Linked DNA regions of Sus scrofa: regions 2 and 3 are each linked to region 1. A link is a contact called in public Hi-C and HiChIP or PLAC-seq data. All regions are on one chromosome and are shown on one strand. Each heading gives the region's core, a stretch centred on a gene start, on an enhancer-like site or on the middle of the called end of the contact. The rest is flanking DNA. Distances are from core to core; before and after follow the strand shown. Region 1 holds the start of MAU2 (MAU2 chromatid cohesion factor homolog). Region 2 holds the start of NDUFA13 (NADH:ubiquinone oxidoreductase subunit A13). Region 3 holds the start of TMEM161A (transmembrane protein 161A).

What was found. Hi-C and Micro-C count contacts between places; a contact is called where the count stands out from the background. HiChIP or PLAC-seq counts read pairs in DNA pulled down with a chosen protein or histone mark.
Region 2: a contact with region 1 is called in an H3K27ac HiChIP or PLAC-seq map of alveolar macrophages. The contact joins the promoter of NDUFA13 here to the promoter of MAU2 in region 1.
Region 3: a Hi-C map of skeletal muscle shows a contact between it and region 1, with 4 times the contacts expected there. The contact joins the promoter of TMEM161A here to the promoter of MAU2 in region 1. A contact is called at or near these places in 3 of 5 promoter capture datasets (fetal liver, fetal skeletal muscle and liver), 9 of 47 Hi-C or Micro-C datasets (embryonic fibroblasts, fetal heart ventricle, heart right ventricle and 3 more) and 2 of 2 datasets of contacts at active chromatin or transcription factors (alveolar macrophages and skeletal muscle).

The regions. Positions count from the first base shown.
Region 1 is chr2:58,571,858-58,576,044 of Sscrofa11.1, reverse strand. It overlaps MAU2 (MAU2 chromatid cohesion factor homolog), which reads left to right and starts at 1,797. Exons shown (of 19, transcript XM_021083430.1): 1 at 1,797-2,124. The coding sequence starts at 1,849. SUGP1 (SURP and G-patch domain-containing protein 1) reads right to left here and starts at 1,611. Exons shown (of 15, transcript XM_021083429.1): 1 at 1,459-1,611. The coding sequence starts at 1,582.
Region 2 is chr2:58,408,155-58,412,341 of Sscrofa11.1, reverse strand. It overlaps NDUFA13 (NADH:ubiquinone oxidoreductase subunit A13), which reads left to right and starts at 1,928. Exons shown (of 5, transcript NM_001244646.1): 1 at 1,928-2,125. The coding sequence starts at 2,032. TSSK6 (testis specific serine kinase 6) reads right to left here and starts at 1,220. Exons shown (of 1, transcript NM_001287411.1): 1 at 399-1,220. The coding sequence starts at 1,220. The coding sequence ends at 399.
Region 3 is chr2:58,726,961-58,731,147 of Sscrofa11.1, reverse strand. TMEM161A (transmembrane protein 161A) reads right to left here and starts at 2,410. Exons shown (of 12, transcript XM_021083443.1): 1 at 2,299-2,410. The coding sequence starts at 2,301.

The DNA.
Region 1 (4,187 bases), core at 548-3,047:
AGGCAGGAAGGACACCAAAGAAGAGGCTTACTTACTCCAAGCAAAAGACAATGGTGTTGGGGGTTCCCATTGTGGCTCAGTGGCAACAAACCCAACTAGTATCCATGAGGACTTGGGTTCGATCCCTGGCCTCACTCAGTAGGTTAAAGATCCTGCATTGTTGTGGTGTAGGCTAGGAGTTACAGCTCTGATTTGACCCTTAGCCTGGGAACTTCCATATGCAGTAGGTACAGCTCTAAAAAAAGACCCCATCCCCCAAAAAAAGACAATGCTGTTTTCAGAAGAGTGGTAGCTGTGCAGATGAAGACGACATCACAAAGGTTCCCCATGGGACTCAAAATAAAAATAAAATCCAAATTCTGAAAGCAGATTTTCAAGGCCCTATCAGAGATGGCTCCCCTCCCCACTTCCACTTCATTCCTAACACTTTTTTTTTTTTTTTTTTTTTTAGGGCTGCACCTGCAGTGCATGGAAGTTCCTGGGCTAAGGGTCAAATCCGAGCTGCAGCTGTTGACCCACACCACAGCCACAGCCACATGGGATCCTAGCTGCATCTGTGACCTACAGTGCAGCAGCACTGGAGCCCACGGAGCAAGGGCGGGGATCTAACCTGCATTCTCAGGGAGACAACATCAGATTCTTAACCCACTGAGCCACAACAGGAACTCCCCCTGACACTCATTAAATAGCAAGCCCTGGAAGCCTTGGCACTTGCTGTCTCCCTCTACCCTGCAGGTCCTCCTACAACTGGCATCTTCTTATTTTAATTATCTTCTACTCAGAAAGGTTTCCTTGACTACCCATATCAGCAGCCTCCACCTCCACTGCCTCACATCATCATAATTCAGTCTCTGTAAATATTTCTTCTTTGGTGCATTGTCCGACGCCCCAAGAGAAAGTAACCTTCAGGAAGGCAAGGCCCTGTTTTGGTTACCATTGCATCCTCTCTACCTAGTACAGTGCCTAGTACAATGAATATCTGCTGAATGCACCTCAGTCTAGGTGGGTAGACAAGGAAAGACAAGGCTTGTGGTAAACTGGGGGCTCGAAAGATGCACGAAAGTGTTCAGGCAGCTTCTTCAGAAAGTGGGATACAGGCCAGGCGGGAGCTGCTAAGAGAGAGGAGCAGGACAATCCAAGGTTGCCGCTGGCTCGGGGAGCTGAGCTTGCAGCAGCCCTGAGGGTGGTTATATCGGAAAAGCGGCACAGGGCAGATCCCGGTGACGGCTTTTAAGGAAAGCCGGCGTTCTCAGCAAATCAGCGGGGGTGGGGGTGGGGGTAGGTAGCAACTAGGTCTTGGATCTCGGCAGACGGGGGTGGTGCAGAAGCCGCCGCTTCCGGCTGTCTACATGCTGAGGCTAAAGGCCAGTGAGTTTAGCAGGCCGGAGAGGAGGGCGAAGCTAAGACGCGTAGCCGGAGGATTCAGGCGAACGCCTGAGGGGAGGCGGGGGCTGTTACCTGCAACATCCCGGTTGTCCATCTTGAGACTCATCCAATCCCACAATGCTCGGGCGCCACCGGAGGGGGGCCAGTTATAGTGCGCATTGCCTGATGGGAGATGTAGTCCATATCGGCAAGCCATGCCCTGCCATTCCTTGGACACCTGAGGGTTTTCCCGCCAGGAATGCAAACTTCAGTCCATAGACACACTCCGGTCTCAGTCCTGAGGAACAGAAGGTGTCGCCTTTTCTCAGACTTTCTCGGAGCCACGGCCACTCCAAATACAAACTACATGTTCCAGGTTGCTTTGTACAGCGGCTCTCGCGAGAGACGCGAGGAGCGCCCGGCCCCGCCCCACGCGCCTGCTTCCGCCTCCCTGTGGCGGCGGCTTGTTGTTGTGGAGCCAAAATGGCGGCTCAGGCGGCTGCGGCGGCCCAGGCGGCGGCAGCCCAGGCAGCGCAGGCCGAAGCGGCCGAGTCGTGGTACCTGGCTCTTCTGGGCTTCGCCGAGCACTTCCGCACTTCCAGTCCGCCTAAGATCCGCCTGTGTGTTCACTGCCTGCAGGCCGTGTTCCCCTTCAAGCCGCCGCAGCGCATCGAGGCCCGGACGCACCTGCAGCTCGGCTCTGTGCTCTACCACCACACCAAGAACAGCGAGCAGGCGCGCAGCCACCTAGAGAAGGCGGTGAGCGCGGGCCGGGCCGCGAGGGAGGAGGCGCGGGGCTCCTTTCCGTGCTTGGGCTGACGGGTCGCGACCCTGGCGTGCGGGGACGCCTGGGTCACTTCTCGGGGGCCTGAGGCGTGACTTCCGCACAAGCAGCAAGACCCCGAAGACGTCAGCCTCTCAGGGGACCCGAGGGCCTCGTCCCGTACCTTACTTAAAGTGTCTGGTGACAGGCAGAGGCCTAGGACCCTGCTCCGAGTACTCCGACAGCTGTCTCTTTTAGAAGCAACAGGGTCCCCAAATTCTTAAGGTTTTCAAGATAGCACCTATGGGGATGCCTCCAGGCCGGCCCTTCTGAGGTGACTCAGGTCCAGGTGACAGTCCAGGCATCCCTTGAGAGTCTGAAGTTAGGTCTCTGAAGAAATCTAGGAAGGCATCCTCTCTCAGGACACGCATGTCTGAGAAGGGTCTGGAGGTTATTGTGCCCCACATCATTGATGAGGAGAGTCATAGGTGGGAGGCAGAGGCTCAGAGCCTAGAGTTGCTCATTTGAAGTCCTAGAAGGAGGCAAAACTGAGGGAGGGATGTCTTGATTCCAGGGCTGGGGCCTCCTGCTTTTGCCATATCCACTGGTGACTCCTCTTTTCCCCACCATTCACTAGTCCATCCCCTTCAGAGAGCAGGCCCCATCTCCCCATGTTGATTTTTGGGATCTTGGTACCTCAAAGAATGTGGAAAAGTGGCTGTCATTCTGCCCTTTCTGGCTGTGGTTTCTTCCCACAGCAACACTTCTTAGCTCCTGTCAGTTCATGTCTCCATTTAACATTTACCCAGTTTTATTCTGCTTAAAGGAGAGATTTCTTGAATAGAATTAACTTCAATTCAGAGAAATTTCTTCATCTGAGATAAATCTGAAACCACCTATAATTAGTAACAAGTTGCCTTCAGGAGAATAATCAGATCTTTGTTTTGCAGACTGTAAAGAGTTGGAAAGGGACTTTAGTCTTTGCATGGTCTACTTCCTTGTTTCAGAAATGAGACAGTATAGTCCCAGAGAGGTGAAATGATTTGCCCAAAGCCACAAAGCAAATTATTAACAAAACTGGGCTCAAACCTAGGCTTGAGATCACCAGTTTCCATGCCTAGGTAACAAATCATTGTTGTTTTTGTGAGTTTTTTTCTTTCATTAATTCAGCAGATATTTAGTCAGCTCACACCAGGTGCAAAGCCCTATTCTAGCTGCTGGGAATCAGATGACTGAAACAGCCCTTGCCCATGTAAGCCATGTTTTGTGAGGGAGACAAATAATGAATGTCTCGTAAAAGGTTAAGGAGTGATAGAAGAACCATGGAAAATGTGGACCAGGGTGAAGGTGGGAGTTGATGGGGAGCTATTTGTGGCACAGTAGTAATGGAGTCTCTATTTGTAGGAGTAACAGTTGAATAGAGGCCTGAATGAGGTTGGGGAGCAAGCCTTGAGAACCACTCAGAGTATCAGTTCAATCCTTTAGAGTACCTGAGCTACCAGTGACCGATTGATGTCAGGGAAGTGATGAAGCTGAGATCAAATGAAGTGTCAGACTTCCTTGCGTGTGGGAAGGCTAGAGGCTGTAACTGCCCAGGCCTGGTGATAGAAGCACTGGTTCTGAAGCTCTCCTTTCTCTCAATTAACAACAAAACCTGTCACCTCCCTTCTCTTGTCTCCGGGCCATTCATCCTATTTCTCTTTTCTTTAACTTTTTTAAATTGAATTATAGTTGACATACAATATTGTGTTAGTTTTAGGTGTACTACATAGTGATTTGACATTTGCATGCAGTATGAAATTATCATTGTTATAAGTTTAGGAACCATCTGTCCCCATACAGGTATTACAGTATTATTGACCATATTCTTAATGCTGTATGTCTCCATGGGTTGCTTATTTTATAACTGGAGGTTTGTGCCTCTTAACTACCTTCACCTATTTCACCCATCCCCACCACCCACCTCCCGTCTGGCAACCACCATATGTTCTCTGTATCTATGAGTCTGTTTTCATTTTGTTGGCTGTTTTGTCTTTTAGATTCCCTATGTAGTGAGATC
Region 2 (4,187 bases), core at 679-3,178, 160 kb after region 1:
GCCCTCCCTCACTGGCATGCGCGTCTGGCTGGGGACCGAGGCTCTCCGCGGACGACCGCTCGCCAGCAGTTGCTCTAAGCAGGCACCGTCCCTCGCGTAGCCGTCGCTCATTCCGCATGGCGCAAAATTTCTCTCTCCTCTTGTCCGGGTCCCTCTCTGGGCTTCTCTTGGGGTATAGAGGAAGGGCATGAGCCCTCCCGCTCTTGGGATTGTGGAGGAGGAGCTAGATTCCGAACAAGGGCCACCGAGGCCCCCGGCATCGAAAGAATTGGGATGAGGGGAAGGGCGCGTGCGCAGCGGTGCGCGGCGGCTTCGCAGAACTCCGGAAGCGCGCTTCTTGCGCGTACGCTGCGCTTGCGCAGTGCTCGGGGCAGCGGGAATAGTGGGAACCCCGGCTTCTAGCCGGAGTCCCCAGCACGCAGCCAGCCGTTGCGCGCTACTTGGCCGGCGGAGGGCCTAGCCGACGGGCTGAACTGCAGCAACTCGGCGATCAGGGCCTTGCAGCGTTCGGACAGCTCGAGGCCGTCAGGGTAGAGAACGCCGCGCTTCTGGCGCCTGGGCAGGCCAGCGATATCGGAGTCGTCAAAGGGCATACACCCGGTGACCATGACGTAGAGCACGACGCCCAAGCTCCACACGTCGTACTTCTTGGGGTCGTAGGGGATGCCCAGGAGTACCTCGGGCGATGCGTAGGCGGCTGAGCCGCAATATGTGGTGCTTAGATCCGGGTAGCCGTGCGCCTGTCGGCCGAAGCCGAAGTCGGTAAGCTTGACGCGGCGCTCATCAGGGCTCAGCAGCACGTTTTCGCACTTGAGGTCGCGGTGCACCAGGTGGTGGTCGTGCAGGTAGCGCACAGCACCGGCGATCTGCGCGAAGAGGTCGCGCGCCTGCCCCCCTGGGATGCGCCCGTTGCGCTGCACGGCCTGCAGTAGGTCGGTGGCGGCCGCCTCCATCACGATGTACAGCTTCCCGTTGCACACCTCGATGAACTCGAAGACGTGCACGATGTGCGGGTGCCGCACGCCCCGAAGGATGGACAGCTCTCGTGGCAGGAACTTGTTGACGAAGTCGGGCGGCGCGCGCCGCCGGTCCACCACCTTGATGGCCACTGTGCCCTTGTACTTCTTGGATGTAGCCACCTTTACCTTGGAATAACTGCCCTCGCCTATTGTGCGGCCCAGCTTATAGCCGAGTTCGCTCAGAAGTTTGTCGCCCGACATGGTGGCGCCTGGGGCGCGTGGGGAGCAGGAGACGGCTGCTGTCGGGGGGCGGCCGGACTCCGATCTCGGGCCTAACCCATGGCGCTTGGCACCTGCACACCCGCACCCCCATGTGCCCACTCCCGGGCCCCCGCCGCCGCGGTGCCTTTTATTGCCCAGGTAACAATTTCTGCCTTGTGAAGTGACTGCGGGCGTCACCCCGCCTCGGGGTGGGGGCCCCCAGACCCTGTCCTGTGGTGCTCCCTAAGACCGTAGGGCTTTGTGACTCATAATCGCTCCGAATGGTTCAGTTCCTGATGAGAGGACACTATCAAGGGGTCCCTACCACTAGAAGTGGAATCCGTGCCCAGGATTGGGGCAGCTCATGGCGTCCGAAGCTGAGGAGCAGCCGACCCCCAACTTCATGTGCCCAGCCCAGACCCTGAGGAGGCCCCCCAAGGGGAGAAAATGGGAAAGAGACCTGGCTCCATCCGGCGCTTGGGGATTGTCTGGTCTGCACGTCGTCTCATAGGGAAGGTGAATGGGAAGTGCTTTGGTGCAAAGACCCTGGCGCCCTAGCCTGTTGAGGGCGTTGACATTGATTGAGCCACGCCCTATTTGGGAGCCGATACTCTTTGGCTGCAGCTAGGCGGCACAGTCATTGTCCCGCCCAGCTGCCGGAGCTTTACCACGCGCTGGGGTAGGTGCAGCAGAGCGCCAGGTTTCCCGGCTAGGTCCTAGACCTGCGCGGCAGCTTCCGCCACGCTCCTTATGGTGGAGGCATACGTTGTGTAACTTCCTTTCCCGACCGGAAGTGCAAGGTACTGCAAGTATGGCGGCATCGAAGGTGAAGCAGGACATGCCCCCACCAGGGGGCTATGGCCCTATCGACTACAAGCGGAACCTCCCACGTCGAGGACTGTCGGGTCAGTGTCGTCCTGTGCCGGGGTGTCAGGGTCTAGGCCCTCTGGGCGCCGCGGCGGGGTTGGGACGCGGGGAGTCTAGCGCGCCTGCTTTTTCCCCGGGATCCCAGATACCTTCACTAGTGACATTAAGAACAACTGCTGCAGTTTGTTCGAGCGTTTACCAAGCCCTTTACATCTTTCTCGTTAACAGCCCAGGAGGCCAGTCCTGTTAATTATTCCCACTTCGTAATTAAACAGATTAATTTTTTAACCCGTGCGGAGAGCCTTCCGCCACGCTCTCGGTTCACTGGTGGGGAAACAGACCCGAGAGAGGATGTGACCTCCCACCAGGGCCATCCAGAGCAAAGCTGGGGCTGAAACCCGGAATACTGAGGGAATTTTAAAGATGTTCTGTGCGGTGGTTCCTCGCTGGGGGCCCCACCTGCAGGATATCCCAGGAATATGCATCCTTAAAATTTTTTGTTGGGTAAAATGTAAGAGAGAAAGTAAAAGGCACCCATACTCTGCACTCAGGATTAACGGAGAAATACAGAAAATGTAAAGAAGAGTTAAGAATACTTTGTTGTAACTCATTGAACTTTACATTTAAAAGTGCGTCCTGTGCACATTTTGCCTCAATTAAAAGGCAAAAAAATTCATAGGCAAAAAAAGTTCTAATTCAGATAGTGAAAAATTCATGTACTCAAGTCCTTCTCTGCCCTTTCTTGGCTTTTTTGTAATGTGGAACCAAGGTTGACAAACTTTTTATGTAAAGAGCCAGATAAATATTTCATGCTTTGCTGGCCAGGTGGTCTTTGCTGCTACTGCTTTACTGCTTTACAGCTTTACAAACCCAAGTGTTCCTAGCCAGAGGGCTATAGAAAAATAGGTTACAGGCTAGGTTTGGCACCACATGGGCACTCAATTCGCACCACATGGGAACTCAACAAGCCAGTACACCCCTTGAGTGTGTGGCATGAGGTTTGTCTATACATGTATACTTTTTTTTTTTTTTTTTTTTGTCTTTTGTCTTTTAGGGCCACACCTGTGGCATATGGAGATTCCCAGGCTAGGGGTCTAATCGGAGCTGTAGCCACTGGCCTGCACCAGAGCCACAGCAATGTGAGATCCAAGCCGTGTCTGCGACCCTCACCACAGCTCATGGCAATGCCAGATCCTTAACCCGCTGAGCAAGGGCAGGGATCGAACCCGCAGCCTCATGGTTCCTAGTTGGATTCGTTAACCACTGAGCCACGACGGGAACTCCATGTATACTTTTATGACATGCATCCAGACCAGGCTATGTAGGGATCCCAGCCCTTGGGTCTTCCTGGGATCTCCACAGTCAGCTTCTCTCTTTTTTCCTTTTTTTCTTTTTTTTCAGAACCACACCCATGGCATATAAAAGTTCCCCGCCTAGAGGTCAAATCAGAGCTTGCAGCTGCCAGCCTACCACAGCCACAGCATTGCTGGATCCCAGCTGGCATCTGCAACCTCCAGTACAGCTTGTGGCAATGCTGGATCCTTAACCCACTGAACAAAGCCAGGGATTGAACCCATGTCCTCATGGATACTATGTTGGATTCTTAATCCACTGAGCCACAACGGGAACTCCAGTCAGCTTCTCTTTTATTTTTAAATCACAAATGTGGCCTTTATCCTGTTGCTCTTCCAGTTCATGACCTAGAAGTGCCTCCCTCCCATGTGCCCTAAGTAAACCACTGCCTGGGATTGGGTCTCCTAATCTCAGCTCATTACACCTCCTTTTGTTGTAGCATATACAGACCCACCCCATTCTTTCCTGGCTGCAGAGCTGTAGGGAAGATATTCCCTTCTGGAGTGTGGTCTTTGTTTATGTACCTACATTCAGTAATTATTGAGTGCATCCATGGTGCTGGGTTCTTTCCTGAGGAGCTCAGGATCCAGCTGAGGAGACAGACACATCACTCCATAATTTCCCGTTGTAGCCAATGGAAAGGCCTGCCAGAGTCCCTGGCCAGAGTGGGCTGAATCACCTCTCTGAGAAGGAGTTTCCCAGGCAGAGGGAACCGCAAATGTAAAAGCCCTTTAGGAGTTCGCATCA
Region 3 (4,187 bases), core at 1,161-3,660, 150 kb before region 1:
GTTAATATTAAAACTAATTATTAAGATTATCCTTTAATCAGTCAAAAATAAGCTAACTTTAATAGGAAAAGCTTGGAGTTCCCCGGTGTGGCTCAGTAGTTATGAACCCAACCATGAGGATGTGGGTTCAATCCCTGGCCCTGCTCAGTGGGTTACAGATCCAGCGTTGTCCTGAGCTTTGGTGTAGATCGCAGATGCGGCTCGGATCCCGTGTTGCTGTGGCTGTGGTGTAGGTCAGCAGCTGCAGCTCTGATTCAACCCCTAGCCTGGGAACTTCCAAATGTGCAGATGCCGCCCTAAAAAAAAACGAAAAAAAAAAGAAAAGCTCTAGGGCTCTCAGGCCTAGCGCTGTAATTCAGAATGACTGCTGAGAAATCAATCTATCGTTAAAATAACTGACTAGAAGGATATTTTCGCTCTGCCTATGACTTGTAAACTGAGAACGGGATCATTTTTCCAGTAAGGAGGCTGGGCTGTCATCTTTCTGACCTCTACTCAGCCTCCCTCCCATCCAAGTGCAGACTGGCTAGCAGCCATTAATGACCAATAGCACTAATGGAGGTTGGGCCCCTCCAAGCCCAGTGGGAGGACCTTCTAAGTGGCCCCGCCCTTCCTCTTAGGACCCCTCCTCTACTCTCCCCTCCCCCGCCCCCGGAAACCCACCAGCTGCTCTCCAGGTGCCTCTCTCTTGTGACCTGTGCCTTGGCAGGGTTTTCACCACCGACCCAGCCCAGCACGACTCCAGCCCAACAGCACCTCCAGTTCAGACCTCTCTGCTGAGCTGGAAGACCATGCCTCCTCCAGCCCCTTCCCCGGAGGCCCCAGCACCCACCCATCACTCCCGTGGGCATGACTGTGGGCTCCTCCAGGCAGCCCAGGTCCTTCCCAGTCTCATAGTAAATGTCCAACTCCGCTCCTCAGCCCTCAAGGCCCCGCGGACCCAGCTCAGGACCACCCTGCCTCATTGCCCTGCGCTCTCCCCCAACCCCCAGCAGCCCCCCTCAGAGGCCCTCCAGGGCCCCCAGTTCTCCATCACTGACCCCATTACTCTCCGACACCTTCCCAAGGAGGAGACCTATGGTTCAAACTGCGGTCCCAATACCTAGGAGAGGAAGGACGGTAGGAAGGAGAGGGAGAAAAAGGAGGGAGAAGTAGAGGCTTCAGAAGGATGGATGTTAGGATGAAGGAGTATGAGAAGGGAAGGGGGAAGGCAGGCATTCATTCCTCCACCTAGGCTCCAGAGGTCTATCCAGGGCCACCCCCATTAGCCTCCAGTCTTGGGTCCACGCTCTGCAGATCTCCAAAAATCTCTGGAACCTCCCATCAGCCCATGTCCCTTCCCTGTTTAAAGCCCCTTCAATGGACCTATGATCCCAGAATCTTGCCAAGTAACATCAATGTGACTTTCCTCCATTCCGTTTCTGAGAGCCCTTCCTCTCACCGTTCACAGCGTCCAGAACCCAGGCCTGGAACATCATCCATTTTCATCAACCAGTTCCATCAATGCTCTTACTTCAGACCCACCTAAAACGTCCCTTCTCTGGGACGCCCACCCCCAACCCAACCAAGATGAAGCTGCCTTCCCACCCCTCCAGCCTATCTTTCCCTCTGTCCAGTCCAAACTCGGGGTTGGGGCGGGGAGGTTGGGGGGGGGGGCGGTTCCTCCCTCTTCTGGCACCAGCCCAGCCCACAGGGGCCAGGCTAAGCTTGAAGAATAAACGCAATGGGTTGGACCCAGAACTGCGTGAGACCTGAGGGTTTCAAATGTGATGTCTCCAATTCTGGGATCCTCACCTACTCTGAAGCCAGAGCCCCTTGTCATGGCCCCCTCCTCTAAGGATTCTCCCTGGTCCTTCTGCACACCTCATACGAGTAGGTACCCCCGATGGACCCTGTCAGCGCGGCCCCCACAGCTCCCACAGGACAACATCCCCAGAGTGGGCCCAGCAGGACCCAAGATCTCCCTCGAGGGGCTCTGAATGTGTTCAGATCCCCAGTACCTTCCATGGACGAACCCTCAGCAGAACCAGTCTCCTAGAGGGCCCCCCCAGGGACTCGTCAGAAGCCCAGAATTGCTCAGAGCCTTCAAGTCTCCTTGCACAATCCCCGAACCCTTCATAGGTCCCGTAGCGAGATCCTGACTCCAAAGAGGGACACATGGCCCTCAGCGCGACCCAGAGTTCCTCAAAGCACTCAACCCCCACAAAAGGTTCCCCGTCTCCTCAATGTCTCCCGGGATCCCCTTGGCGGAATCCCAGGCCCTCAGGGCGCCCCCCATGCTAGGAGATGCCGGCTCACCATGTTGCCGGCGGGAGCGCGGTGCTGGGACCCACGGGCCTGAAGCTCCGAGCTCCTTGCGGAACTCGGCCATTCAGAACACTACTTTGGTATGACAAGCAGCCCATCCAACCAATCATCACGCTTGGAGCCGGGGCAAATCACTAGGGACAAGGAGTCGCTCGCGTTGCATGTCGGAAGTTGTAGTTCGAAGGCGCTCGGTGAGCTTAGGCAGAGGTTGAGTCCAGACTGTCTCTGCGACCCCTGTGTGGCCGCTGTCTCTAAAACTCAATTTCCTCACCTGCACGTATTTAGCAAGTCTGAGGCGAATACACTCATTTACCCACGTACTGCAGAACTCCCTTGATTAAGAACATCTGGTGGCAAAAAAAAAAAAAAAAAAAAGAGTTCCAGTTGTGGCTCTGTGGCTTAAGAACCCAGCATAGTGTCCCTGAGGATGGAGCTTTGATCCCTTGCCTCACTCAGTGGGTTTAGGATCCTTGCCCGTTGCCGCAAGCTACTGACAAGTCGCAGACGTGGCTAGGACTCCACCCTTGCTGTGGCACAGGCCCCCAACTGCAGCAGCTCTGAATAGACCCCCAACCTGGAAACTTCCATATGCCTCAGGCTCAGCTGTTAAAAAAGAAAAAAGAATTCGGTGGCTCCCACTGAATAGACTCCCAGTTGTTCAAACTGAATTCAGACCCCTCTGCCTGCCTGCAATCTACTGCCAACGCTATTACATGCAGATAATACAGCTAGCCACCATCTATGCTTTCTCACATCTCCAGTCCTCTGTAAATGCCATCTTCCATCTTGGAGTGGCTCCTTTCTCATTGTTTTTCACCTGGCAAAAGCCTTTTTCATTTCCATCAGCCAGAACTCTGGTTTCAAGGGGGAAGAAAAAATCCAACTTAAAAAGTCTCCAGCAAAAGGGAAAATTTTGGCTCATGTAACAGAAAACTGGAGTTTCCAGGTGGCTCAGAGGGTTAAAGATCTGGCATTGTCACTGCTGTGGCTCTGGTTACTGCTGTGGCTCAGGTTTGATCCCTGGCTCAGGAAACTATATGACTTGGGTGCAGCCAATTAACAAAAATTTATTTATTTATTTATTTATTTTTTGTCTTTTCTGGGGCTGCTCTCGTGGCATATGGAGGTTCCCAGGCTAGGGGTCTAATCGGAGCTGTAGACGCCTGCCTACACCAGAACCACAGCAATGCCAGATCTGAGCTGCGTCTACAAGCTATACCACAGCTCATGGCTACGCCGGATCCTTAACCCACTGATCAAGGCCAGGGATCAAACCCACAACCTCATGGTTCCTAGTCGGATTCATTAACCACTAAGCCATGATGGGAACTCCAAATCTGGACATATTGTATGCGTTTGACTAAATGTCTGAGAGTCTTTGTGTTCCCATTGTGGCACAGTGGTTAACGAATCCGACTAGGAACCATGAGGTTGCAGGTTCAATCCCTGGCCTTGCTCAGTGGGTTAAGGATCCGGCGTTGCCATGAGCTGTGGTGCAGGTCGCAGGTGCAGCTCAGATCCTGCGTTGCTGTGACTGTGGTGTAGGCCAGTGGCTACAGCTCCAATTAGACCCCTAGCCTGGGAACCTCTATCTACCGTGGGAAGTGGCACTGGAAAAAGGCAAAAAGACAAAAAAAAAAAAAATGTCTGAGAGTCTTTATGGGGCCTGTGAGTAGATCCTGTATTGTTGATTGCCTTGTCTCTGTGGGTGTTTTTGTCTTGTTTATTAGCACATGTGCGTGTCTGTTTGCAGGAGATTTGCTCTTTGTGACTTTGGTCCTCTGGACTCAGTGTGTTGGCCTGAGAGAGCATGGGTGACAGTGGTAGTGAGGGTCACTGGGATTTCCCAGGACCTACATGGGGATGGTGAGATGCCCCTC